Linked DNA regions of Anser cygnoides: region 1 is linked to region 2. The links are chromatin contacts, called in public Hi-C maps. All regions are on one chromosome and are shown on one strand. Each heading gives the region's core, a stretch centred on a gene start, on an enhancer-like site or on the middle of the called end of the contact. The rest is flanking DNA. Distances are from core to core; before and after follow the strand shown. Region 1 holds the start of SEC62 (SEC62 homolog, preprotein translocation factor). Region 2 holds the start of SLC2A2 (solute carrier family 2 member 2).

Region 1 (5,617 bases), core at 1,442-3,941, 220 kb before region 2:
TGTTGCTGTACAGTATGAGGCCCATCTTCTTTGTATTTTGAACACATATTCAGTGCTGAAGCTGACTGGATAAAATGGGAAGTCACTCCAGAGCCTGCAGCATGCTATCATGTATAGATGCTCTAGGAAATGGCTCCTAATGCATCGTTTGGGAATTTATCTATCCTCAGCTCCCTCCGTGGATACTCTTCCCTCCTTCCTGCCTTCCCTCCCACCCGTCTTCCTTCCCCTCAGCATAACAGTTGAGGTAGCTCTGATTCGTGTTTTCCCATCTCTTCCCCCAAAGCCAGAGGGATTAGCCATGGGTCCAGAGCTTTATAAAAGTGAATGGCTAGTTCAGCAGAACAGATGCTTGGTCGAACTTCTAGTGTTACCTCTGTTTCTGTGTTGCAGAAGGCAGCGTGACGCAAAAGACAATTTGTGACATGCTTGGCAGTAATTCAGTTGCTGACACTTGGACTTGCATTTCTGGTGCATATCAACTATGCCACAGTGGTAAGACCACATCATCTTACGAGCCTGACCAACACTGACCCAATACAGCAGGACTACCAATAGCACACATGCCAGTAAATTGCCAGGAACAAGTGAATGTAAGGGTAGAAGAAAATATATACCAGGCAGAGCATAACACTGCTTGCCTCAGTGTTCTGCCTCAGAGGCCAATAAAGGACACCTAAAAGCAGAGTGTAAAAACAAAGCAAATGTCTCAGAGCACTTCTTTTATCTACAAGGATCTATTACACACCAGCCAGAGGTGATTTTTTTTGTTGTTTCATGAATGCATCTTTTTTTTTTAAACTAAGTTTCTAGCATCCCTGCTGCCATATTAGATAACATAGTTGATTACACACAGGCTAATGAAATGCTGTGGGTTTTGCTTCAGTTGACAAAGGAAACCACTCCACTTGCATGCAATATCCTTCACAACAGTAATTTAAGTGCTCATGATTTGGAAACCTTACTCTAATAAAAACGGCAGTTGTCATTTAAGAGGCTGTAAATTCACTGCATAATTCTGAAATGCTCCTCTTCCAACATGCCCCACAGTTAATACGGACACCTACCTTAAAGGCAAGCAGCTTGAACCTCCAATTCCATTGCCTGGTTTTCTTGAGATTCTGCCAGTTGCTTCTCTCCTGTTCTCCAGCCATACTTGTGAGTACCAATGAGCTTGTCCCATGCAAGATTCAGTCTTGGTAGGTTCCACATTCCACAGTGATAGTAAGTTCTCTATCCAGTGCCTCACACTGGAGGATACGTTCCCCGGCCCACTTTCCGTACTTCAGTCCTTCTCACGGATCTGCTTGAGGTGGTCAGTTTGCCGACAGCAAATCATGACAGCAACAGGCCACTTTTCATTGTTTTATTTGTCAAATTGTATTCTTCGTGCTTGTGTCCTGATCATTAATGCTTGGTTGCTTCAGTTGCCAAACCATCGTTTCGGCACCAATGGAAGATTGTTATTATTAGCAAGCCATAAGTTGTAGATGGCTAAAAGTTCTTCTGCAAGAAATCCTCAGTTTCAGATGTGCTTTTACGTTACTGAAAGGTAAGCACATTAAATAACTGTTAAAATGATTGCCGTTTTAAAAACACATTTTTGAATAAGTATATTTCACCTAAATTTTACGAGAGATTGCTTTATTGTAACCATAAAAACTTTAATTCCCTATATTTACGATTTCCTCTCCTGAATGATACTTTCTCTAGTTCACTCTGCAGTCAGCCAGCTTAATCTGTAACTTGTATAGATTTTCTGCCCAGCAACAGCAAGAGGAAAACGTTCAAAAGAGAAAGACGTTGCACCAGAAAAAAAAAAAAAGCACTAATTCTGGCATGGTGATTCAGGGGCAAATATGCTACTGGAAGCAATCTCGGCTTTTTAATTACCCACTTTTCAATCTAAGAGGCTCCGAAATCACAGGAACGGGAAGAGGCAACACGGTGCGAGAGGGCTGGACAAGATGATACAGCTCCACACACGCTTTTCCATCCCAAAGTGCCAGGGCGCGGCCTGGAAACACGGTGCCAGGATAAACCATTAGACGCTTTCCTAGCTTCGTGACCTAATAGTAAAAGCATGTGGGGCGACCTCTGACAAAAATCCATCTTCTTTTATATGGGATGCTCTCTACTTGTACTTCTGGAGCTGTATGCAAGGGTCGGAGCACCTGGGGTGTGTTTAAATGGGTAACACCTAACAAAGGCTGGACACATTGGGTGTCCGCATGGCCTAACTGGCTCTTTAGGTGCACTGACCCTAAATGCATGGGTTGTGGCTCCCCAAGATATGCAGCAAGGCGATGGGCACAGCCCGAGGGGCACCTGTGGGCACCAGGTGGGGTGTCACAACCAGGGGAGGTTCAGGTTGGAAATGAGGAGATATTTCCTCTCAGGAAGAGCAGCCAGGCGTTGGGACGGGTTGACCAGGGAGGCGGGGGAGTCACCGTCCCTGGGGGTGTTCACGGAGAGGTTGGACGTGGTGCTTGGGGACACGGTTCAGGGGGTGATGGTGGTGGGAGGGCGACGGTTGGACCTTGGAGGTCCCGAAGCTCTTTTCCAACCCTAACGATTCTGGGATTCTGTGCTTCTACGACACAAGCATCCCCGCCGAGGGGGCCGCAAGACGGCTGAGGAGAGCCCCCCGCCACCACCGCCTCCTCCTCCGTGAGGGGCCGAGGGGGCGCGGCCTCCCCGGCGCCTCTCGCGAGGCCGCAGCCTCCTTCCCCCCCCCCCCGCCGCCTCCACGCCCCCCGCTCCCCGCTCCGCCGCCCGGCCCACGTCACCGCCGGAGCGGACGGGGACAACATGGCGGAGCGGCGGCGGCACAGGAAGCGGACCCAGGTAGCCGAGCCCCGGCGGCCTCACGGCCTCCGCCCCGGCCGGCCGCTGCCCCCCCTCGCCCCCCGCACGGAGCCCCGGCCTCGGCGGAGGGGCGGCCGAGCCCCGGGCCCGAGGCCTCCCCGCGGCTCCTCACGGCGCTGGATGGGGGGGGGGGGGGGGGGGGGGGGTGTTCGGGGGGAGAAGGGAGGCGGTGAAGCCCCGGGCCGGGATGTGAGGGGGGGGGTTTTACCTCGGAATTTTCTAGCAAAGCGCCACGGTGCCGCCGTGAGGGGCTCGGCAGGGCCGGGGCCAAGCGGCCGGTGGCGGTGTTTGGGGCCGGGAAGGGAGCGTCCGGGTGGACCGAGGGGAGAGCCCCGGTCCCGGTCCTTGTCCCCGTCCCGGTCCCGGTCCCCCCGGCTCCCACAGCGGAGCCGAGCCGGGAGCTGCCCCCGCCCCCCCCCCCCCGGGCCCCTCAAAGCCCAGAGCGCCCAGGCCGGGCGGTGATGTGGTGGGGGAAGGAAATTTGTTGCTTTTCAGAGAAACGCAACCAGCCGCGTCAGAAGATGGACCCGAGCGGCTCCGGCTCCGCGTGGAGACCCGGGGGGAGCCGTGGGATGTGGGTGAAGGCGGTGAGGGCTGGGTGTCACACCGACCTGCGGCTCTGCGCCGCCAAAAAATTGGGCTTAGGGAGGTCTGTGGAGTTCCCGATGCGGGTTTTGTGCATAGCTACACCATCGGGTGCTAGAATGCCTGTTCCTGGTATGTATTATTAACCCTAACGCTAAATAATGCGTAGGTTTTATGGCTGTGCTCTGAGTGGAGATGACACTTGCGAGGGAAATCAGAGAGCTATTCAACAGATGGATGCTTTGTACTTCGTCCTTCTGCTTCGTTGCCCTTTCTTTCTGCTCCTTTCCCTTCCCGGCCCGCTTTCCCCTCTCCTGAAAGATGGAGATGTGTCAGTACTCGCAGTGGTTCCTGTTTCCCTTTAATTCAAATTACTGTGAAGGGAAAAAATGCAAAGAGTAATTAATCAGAATCTTGTTAAATAAGTTATCAATCACAGACGGTGGGCATTATGGAATTATTCACTCTCCAGGATTGTCACAGACTGTCCCTTACCAAGGAAGGATGACAGTAGCCCAATAAAGCATCCATCAAAACCAAATTGAAAGTAATTTAATGTTTTGTATAATACCCTGGGCTCTGGTTTTGCAAGCACTTAAGCACATGTTTACTTCCAGCCTGCTAGCAATAGGAGGATTTCCTGGGTTGTTACTGATTGCATCCGTGTCTAGGTGTTAATGCTGAAGGTTTGGGATTCTGGCCTAAATTTGTGGTACAGTTGTACAGATAAGTCCGTATTGCCTCCTAGTAGTCCCAACGACAATGGGAAGACAAGACACGGAACAAAGAATATTGTTGAATGCCCAGAGGGTGTTCTTAATTGGTCAGTGAACAAAGCAATATTTATTTTTCTGTTTTGCTTTTTTTTAAGCTTTTTGAACTTTCTTGGCATAGCTACAATATGTTTATCATGTTTCAGGATAACACTGCAAGTTGCTTTTGAAAGGAAGAGCAGGGCGTTTATTTGTTGGTGTCTGAAGTGCTTTAGAAGTGAGTACTTACTTTAGGGCGGTGTGTACCCCCCGAATGAAGAGGCTATTTACCATGCTGTGAGCGGGTCTGACATCTGAATACCCCATCGCTAATTTCTTGTCAAGAGTAAGACTGTAGCAGGAGACAATATTTAGCTGTGGAAAAAGCTGATGGAGTAGACTTCAATCACAAATACTGAGTGTACAAAAACAGGCTTCGAAATAATTTTATATCTACCATCAAGACGTGAATCGTGGTACTTCGGTCAACAAGCTAAACGTGAGATGAGGCATGCAAAAAGGTGCAATAAAGCAGCTCAAAATTCTCTCAAGCCTATTTTTCCATCGGAAGTGATACCAGGAAGGATTTATTGTACAGAATGCATTTTCATAACAAAATACGTTGCCTAATCTGGACTGCTGAGCTTCGACTCTTCCTCTGGCAACAAGGTGAAAGTGACGGAAGTTACAGAAATCCTAACTTCAAAAGTCTGAGTGAAGACGTTTTTGTAGGTTAAGTTCTCGGTGTCATTCCTGATGGTAATTTAACTGTAATTAACACGGAGGCACGCAGTAGTGCAAAGAGCCTGTTCTGTGGGAAGCAGATTGCTAGAGCCAGTGGGCTCCCACGTGATTCAAACTTCTGAAATCAGCGACGCTTGATGTATATAAAGGACTTAGTAGAAGAAAACAACATATGTTGTCTGATGGCTAGTTTAATATTTCTTCTTGAGACAGATACCTCTCAAAGATGGGGGATGTCTTTGGATGCCTATTGCTCCAGCAGCCCGATGAAAGCTATTTCATCTCTTGGGAAAAACAGTCTGTCCTGAAACTCTCGCTTAAACACAAAATCTTGAGCTGGTCGCTTTGACGAGCATTCAGTTGGGTAACACGTGGCACTTTGGCAGGTCTGCATTCGGACTATTAAGTCGGCATTAAGTTTTAATTACTTTGGCCAGATTCCATCGTGCATGGTTTTATTCTGCACATGTGAAGTTTTGTTTGTATTTGCGTTGCGATTAATGGCACTCGCATAGCATCCTAGCGCTGTGCCCTCCACTCTCGAAATGCTAATGTGTATAAATACCGCTTTTATAAATAGAGAAAACCGTTCTGAGGCAGTGATTTGGCAAACGCCTCAACTGCAAACTGAGGTTTGGGGGTAACAGGAGAACATACCTCAGTTGTTG
Region 2 (6,030 bases), core at 635-3,134:
AATACCTTCCTCTTGCTTTTTGCCACAGAGAGAAAGGTGGGATTAGGCAGTCGGTAAAGGCAGCTCGTTGATTTCTGCTCTGGGCGCTAAGCGTTGCAATAAAACATCTGACCGGTAATTTAGGGTTTTAGTAAGCCAGAGCTCTGGGGTGTTTGGAGCGGTATTTTGGAGGTTTGAGGGTTTTTTTCATTGTATTAGGAAGAATAATATGAATGGTATTTCTATAAGAAGGAAACCATCTTCTGGAGAAAAACAAACAGACAAACAAAAAGGCTTCGACTCTACCTAAAGTCTGAAATTCCTAGCGAGGGGTTTGAGTGCTGCGACTTGCCTGGGGAGAGCTCGGGAGCAGGGAGGACAGGTGCCGACTTCCAGCCCCGGGCTCTGCGTTCACAGAGAGCCATAAATACCAGAGGAAACGAAGCCGGTGCCTCCCAGCCCTCCAACCCCCCCCCGGCGCCCCATGGAGACCCCCTCAGGTGCGTGGGGCAATGCTGCAGCCTCCTTTTTAGAGGGCAAACCGGAGCCTCATGGCCGGCACGCAGGAAAAATTGGGGTTGAAAAATGCCCTTTATGCCTCAAACCGGGGGGGGGTGGGCTGCTTCTCACCTCCCCAGCCGGTCGCCGATCCAGCCCACGGTGAAGGAGGAGACCATGCCGCCGATGGCGAACACGGACACGGAGAGGGACCAGTACATGGTGAGGACGTGCGGGGAGGCGGCGAGGTCCTCGGGGGGCGCGAGCGTCCCCTCAGCGCTGCCCCCAGCCTCTGTGCCGGGGACGGTGCCGGGGATGGTGCTGGGGATGGTGCTGGGGATGGTGCTGGGGATGGCGCCGTCCTCCCCGGAGGTGTTGGTGGCCTGTCTGTCCAGGGGGACGATGCCCAGCACGCGCGCGTAGTGGGCTTCTATCACCTGCAAAGAGGAAAAACGCCGTCGGCTCACGTCTATAACCCCCCCCCCGGCTGTGTTTTGGGGTGTTTTCGTGACACCCAGGCCCCCAGCCCTGCAGCCCGGCTCGGCGCTTACCTTCTGGGGCGCGTTGATGACGCCCAGGCTGTAGCCGTACTGGAAGAAGCCCAGCACCGCGGTGAAGACGGAGAGGACCAGCGTTCCCGTGAGGTGCTGCCGAGGGAGCAGAGAACAGCCTCAGCCCCTGCCCTGCCCCAGGACCCCCCCCCGGGATCCCGGTGAGCCCTCGGGGTCACTCCAGCTGGCTCCCAAAGAGAAGGGAGAGCCCAGGGGCAGGCAGGACGCGGTGCTGCCCCACATACAGCGACCCGTGCCCACCGCCCTGCTGGTCCCTGGGGGCTTTCTGGGGGCCGGCAGCAGGAAGGGGCACAGCAGCGCTGCTGGAGCAGAGCAGCTAGGAAAAAAAACAGCCAAGACTTTGTTTTTCAGCAGTCCCGTTTCAAATACCTTCTCCCTCCGTCGCGGTTGAAATTATCCCGTAAGGTGACAAAGTTCTTAAAAATAACAGAAAATAATCCCTTGGCCCCTTTGCCCCTGCTCTGTACACAAACATCACAGGCCAGATAACTAAGGGGGAAAATTTTGTTGGTTTTGGTCTTAGCGGGCAATAAATACCACCCCCGGGTGCTGGTTTCCCTCAGAAATTCCAGTGCACAGACGGTGCTGAGCCGTGGTTACCTTCTCTGCTTGCATTTTGCTTTTCTTGTCCATCCCTCGGCTCCTCCGCTGCCCTCCCGGCTCTGTCCTGGGCTGCGGAGCGGGGCGAGGGCTCGGTGCAGGAGGAGGGACAGCGGGAGCAGCAAAGCGGTTTGTGCTGCGGGAGATGGGGCTATATCACCTCCGGGGTTAATGAGAAACCCGTCTTCCCAACACTTATATCCTCCGTCTGACCAGCCCAGAGCCGTCACTGCCAATCCCCTGAAATTTTGGGGGGGGACAAACGAAAGAACGGGACACCCCCCGAAGACAGGGGGTGAGACCTGGGAAATCCAGCCGGCAGGCTGAGTTTTGATTTCTGGCCGTCCCCGCGGCACCGGGATGTGGCGTGCGGGGGGCTTGGGGACGTGCCGCAGCCGGGCTCTGGGTGTGCTGCACCCGTCTTGGCTTCCACGGGGGATTCGTTTGCCGAACCCCCAAACTCCTCGCTGAACTTTAGCCAGAAGGAACCTTTCCAGCACGTGTAGCAAAGATGCTAGAAAACGAGTGCTTTATTTAAACATCACTTGGCACCTGCTCTGAAATAGCTTTGTGTGCGTGCATAACGTGCACACAGAGGACACGCAAACCCAGATGCGTGCGGGTCTCTCTCCGCAGGCACAGACCTGCAGCCACCGCCGTGCCCTGCTGGTGCGCAGCCGTACACCCGGGCAGCCGGGGAAGGAGAGTGCCGTAGGCGTGCACGGGGACACAACACAGCAAAGCGGCCCAGAAACCATCACAACGCCATCCCTTTTCGTGCGCCGTGCTGCCGATGCTGTCGGGTATCGCCGCCCTGCTGCGGGCACTTGCCGAACTTTGCACAGCGATGCAAAAATCTGGTCTGAGCTGGTCTCGGGCGCGGGCACTGCCATCATCAGCTGGCAATGGATGCAGCATCCAGCGGAGGCACGCCAAGGCCTGACTCAGCCCCGGAGGTGATTAATTCCACTGCCTCCCAGGTGAGCTTTCACAGCTGCCAGCCAAGGAAAGGCGAGTGAGTCACCGACGGCGCTCAGGCAGCCTTCACATGGGCGCTACATGCACCTTCTACGGAGGAAGAGGAAAAAAAAAAAAAAAACGAGGAGAAAAAGACCACTAATCTTTGCTCTGGTCTCAGAGTAAAACTTTAACCCGGGGCAAAGTGTTCGCTGCATTCCTGTGCGCATTGATTGCAGCCCCACCGGCTGCAGGGGCCGAGCTTTTGTGGGACCCGGGAAACTGCAGGGCTGAGCCCCCTCCCACGTCCCTGCTTGGGGTGCGTGAGGTGAGGAAAGCGATAGGGTCACCGGTGGGGTGTGGATGACAGGAAACACCAAAAAAAAGAGAGCGGGGCGGTGCTGGGGTACCCAGCGCTGTGGTGCCCGCCGCCAGAGACTTGCCCCTGGGCAAAGCTTTAATTAAATCCATTAACGCACGTGTTTAGCTCCTGGTGACGCTGTCACAGCCCAGCCCGTGTGTTTTTCTGAACTGGGCTCTGGATGTGGCCGTGTCGCCTTGCGCGGGTTAGCAGGGGGCAGCTCAAGGCTGGCTTGCAGGTGGGAAAGGTTGGTTGGTGTGCAAACCCAGGGCCGGTGTGTAAACCCAGGGCTGTTGTATAAATCCAGAGCTGGTGTGTAGACCCAGGGCCAGTGTGTAAAGCCCAGGGCAGCGCACAAACCCACGGGGCTGTCAGCTCAGCGCCTGCCGGCGCACAGCGCTCCCGCTACCGGCGCAAGGTGCCCAAGCCCAGCCCGCCCGTGCTGGAAGAAAGGCGGCCCCAGGAGCTGCAGGAGCAGGAGGAAAATGAGCTGCACCTCTGAGCGCTGAAGTAACGGCGTCGGCTGATGCCGGAGAACGAGGGCACTGGGCCCGCGAAATGCACAGATAAAAGCTCGTGTGTCCGCTCGCAGCACGCTGGGCACACGCAGCGTTATTTGCCAACAGCAGCACTCCCACCGCTGCTCAGCGCATTGCTTATTAATAAGGTGCAAGAACCACGTCTGATAACACGCCACTTCGTCGTCCCCGCTGCCTACTATGTCGTGCCTACTGTAATTAGTGGTGCTGCCAAACACGATGGGATGTGATAAAAGCCCTGGGTTAAAGTTTGTGTCAGGCTGAACAGCTGAGCGTGCTCTCACATCAGTGAAAGCAATTCAGAGCACGGACTGCGAGGCTTTCTCTGCGGCTGGGGTGGCCGACACACCCTTGCTGTGGTCTTTGGCTTATTCCGAGGCAGCTTTCACGTGAAAAGCAAACCAAACAAAGCAGAAAAAATAAACCAGGAAGACGCAGCTCCTAAGGCTGTGGATTTCCAGATAAAAGCACGATGGGGAGAGGCGCACCGGAGGTTTGCACAAGAGCGTTACGCGCTGGAGGATTTCAGGCACATCCAGATAACATCACCTGCGGCTGTGGCAGTTTGCAAGGCGAGCGCTTGGGCTGGGTCTGGAGGTGGAGAGAGTGTCAGAGCACCGCAGGGGGACGTGGGCAGCCAGCAGACACCTCCGGGATGTGGCAGCGGTGGCGGCAGCATCCTGCTCCCTGAGCAGCCACCTCATTTCTGAACCAACAAAACTCTGCCGGGTCTCGCAGTGAGGCAGCGAGTGCTGCCCGCACGGTGCCTCCTGCCGGCCTCGCCATGCTCGCGCTGCCCCCGTTACGCAGCCCCGGTGCCCAAATCGCCGCACCAGCTGCATGGGGCCGAGAGGCCAGGGGTGAGCCCAAGAACTGCAGCCCCACAACCTCAGCCAGCCACCAGCCTGGCTCCAGGGGCACGTTTAGGGCCACCTCGAGCGTTCCCTTTCCGTCCCCACATGCGTGATATCAACCCCCAAACCACCTCGCAATGAGAAACGTGCCTTGAGTCGTGCTCTGACACAGGTTTGGAAACGCTTTAAACCTGCAACAGGCTCAAATGCATCTCACATTACACTGACTTTATTTCTCATTATTCCAGGATGCCCCGGCCCCTGTGTACTCATCCTGCCCCAAAACGCTGCTTCCTGAGCCCCTCCAGGAAAGCAGCACCGCTGCTCAGAGCCCTGAGAAGCCACTGGAGCCCGGTGACTTGCTACCAGCTAACACCCCGCTTGTTGTTCACAGAAATCTAAAAGGCATGGCTTCGTGTTGAAGGTTCGTGCTTTATTGTAGTTGGCACCAGAAACGCTTTTGATCTGTTATGTCCATGTACACAGTGTAAACAAGACCGTGTTAATATTGGCTTCTTATGACTGTTTCAAGTGACTCCATGGTTTCAAAAAAATACATTCACCAACTACTGTATGTTTAAACACAACGATTCCTTTTTATTTCATAACTGTACTCAAAACCCCACAATTAAAAAAAAATAATTTAAAGCCGTGTATTCTGAACCAGTCACATCAAGGAGGAGAGCAAAATAAAGAGGAAAGGAGAGTTATCAGTTCGCGACATAATTTAATAAACCCCTCTGGTTTAAGGTAGCGACCACAGTGAAAATACAAAGAGCTGGTGGCAATCAGTGTCTGCGACGGGGTTAGTTCCAGCACCGCGGTATTAGGGCCGTCACTGCAGCTCGTGGGGCTGCGCTGGACCAGAGGCGCGTGGCCGGCAGCAGGAGGGTGCCCGGTGCCCACGAGGCTGCCCCGGAGGCTGCCCCCGCCAGGACGACGTCCACACCGAGCCGTGCCGTGCTGCCCGCGGGGCTGCGGGCATCCTGTCCCGTCCCGACCCGACCCGTCCCGTCCCCACCGCTGCACCCCCCCGGCAAGCAAACGCTTTTGCCCTGGATAAAGATTCGAGTTTGACCAGGTCCTGTTGATTTAATCATTTTTTAATAAAGCCATCGTTACTGAGTACACCAAGATTGCCAGTTAAGCTCTCTATATGTCGCTGGAGGTAACAGTGCTGTGATCAACAGCAAAACAACAAAACGAAACAAAACAAAAAAACCCAACCAAAAAAAAAAAAAGAGAACAAAACCAAAAACAAAACGAGGTAGGTTAAAAACCAGCAACACAGACCTTGTTATGCGACACCCCAATACCACAGGCGGCCATGCTTGCAGCTACTGAGAAAGAAAACCCCAGATACGCACTGAAAATGTAAATCAACTGAGCAGAGTTTATAAGGACACGATTCAACCTGAACTAAACACACACACATTTCGGCACAGATGTTGTCTTCCACTGTATGTTGGGTAATTCGTAGGGAGCGGAGGGGGCAGAAAACGAGTATAGATTCAGACCCTTGGCCGAAGAAACCACACACATATATATAGGTTTAAGCTCTTTACAAGCCCAATGCAGCGACGCGCAGGGTGGGCGGCTCGGTTCGTCCCCGTCGCCTCCAGGGACGAGCACCCGCAGCTCGCGACGCCTTCGGCATCGGGTCCGGTGCC

Evidence for each region. Hi-C and Micro-C count contacts between places; a contact is called where the count stands out from the background.
Region 1: a Hi-C map of liver shows a contact between it and region 2, with 2.5 times the contacts expected there. The contact joins the promoter of SEC62 here to the promoter of SLC2A2 in region 2. A contact is called at or near these places in 2 of 7 Hi-C or Micro-C datasets (both in liver).

Annotation. Positions count from the first base shown.
Region 1 is chr9:22,230,067-22,235,683 of Taihu_goose_T2T_genome, reverse strand. SEC62 (SEC62 homolog, preprotein translocation factor) reads left to right here and starts at 2,691. Exons shown (of 8, transcript XM_067002417.1): 1 at 2,691-2,847. The coding sequence starts at 2,812. It overlaps LRRC31 (leucine rich repeat containing 31), which reads right to left and starts at 3,219. Exons shown (of 11, transcript XM_067002411.1): 1 at 3,077-3,219; 2 at 1,068-1,545.
Region 2 is chr9:22,007,148-22,013,177 of Taihu_goose_T2T_genome, reverse strand. It overlaps SLC2A2 (solute carrier family 2 member 2), which reads right to left and starts at 1,884. Exons shown (of 11, transcript XM_048059337.2): 1 at 1,650-1,884; 2 at 1,029-1,124; 3 at 610-914. The coding sequence starts at 1,682. It overlaps TNIK (TRAF2 and NCK interacting kinase), which reads right to left. Exons shown (of 31, transcript XM_067001986.1): 31 at 4,933-6,030.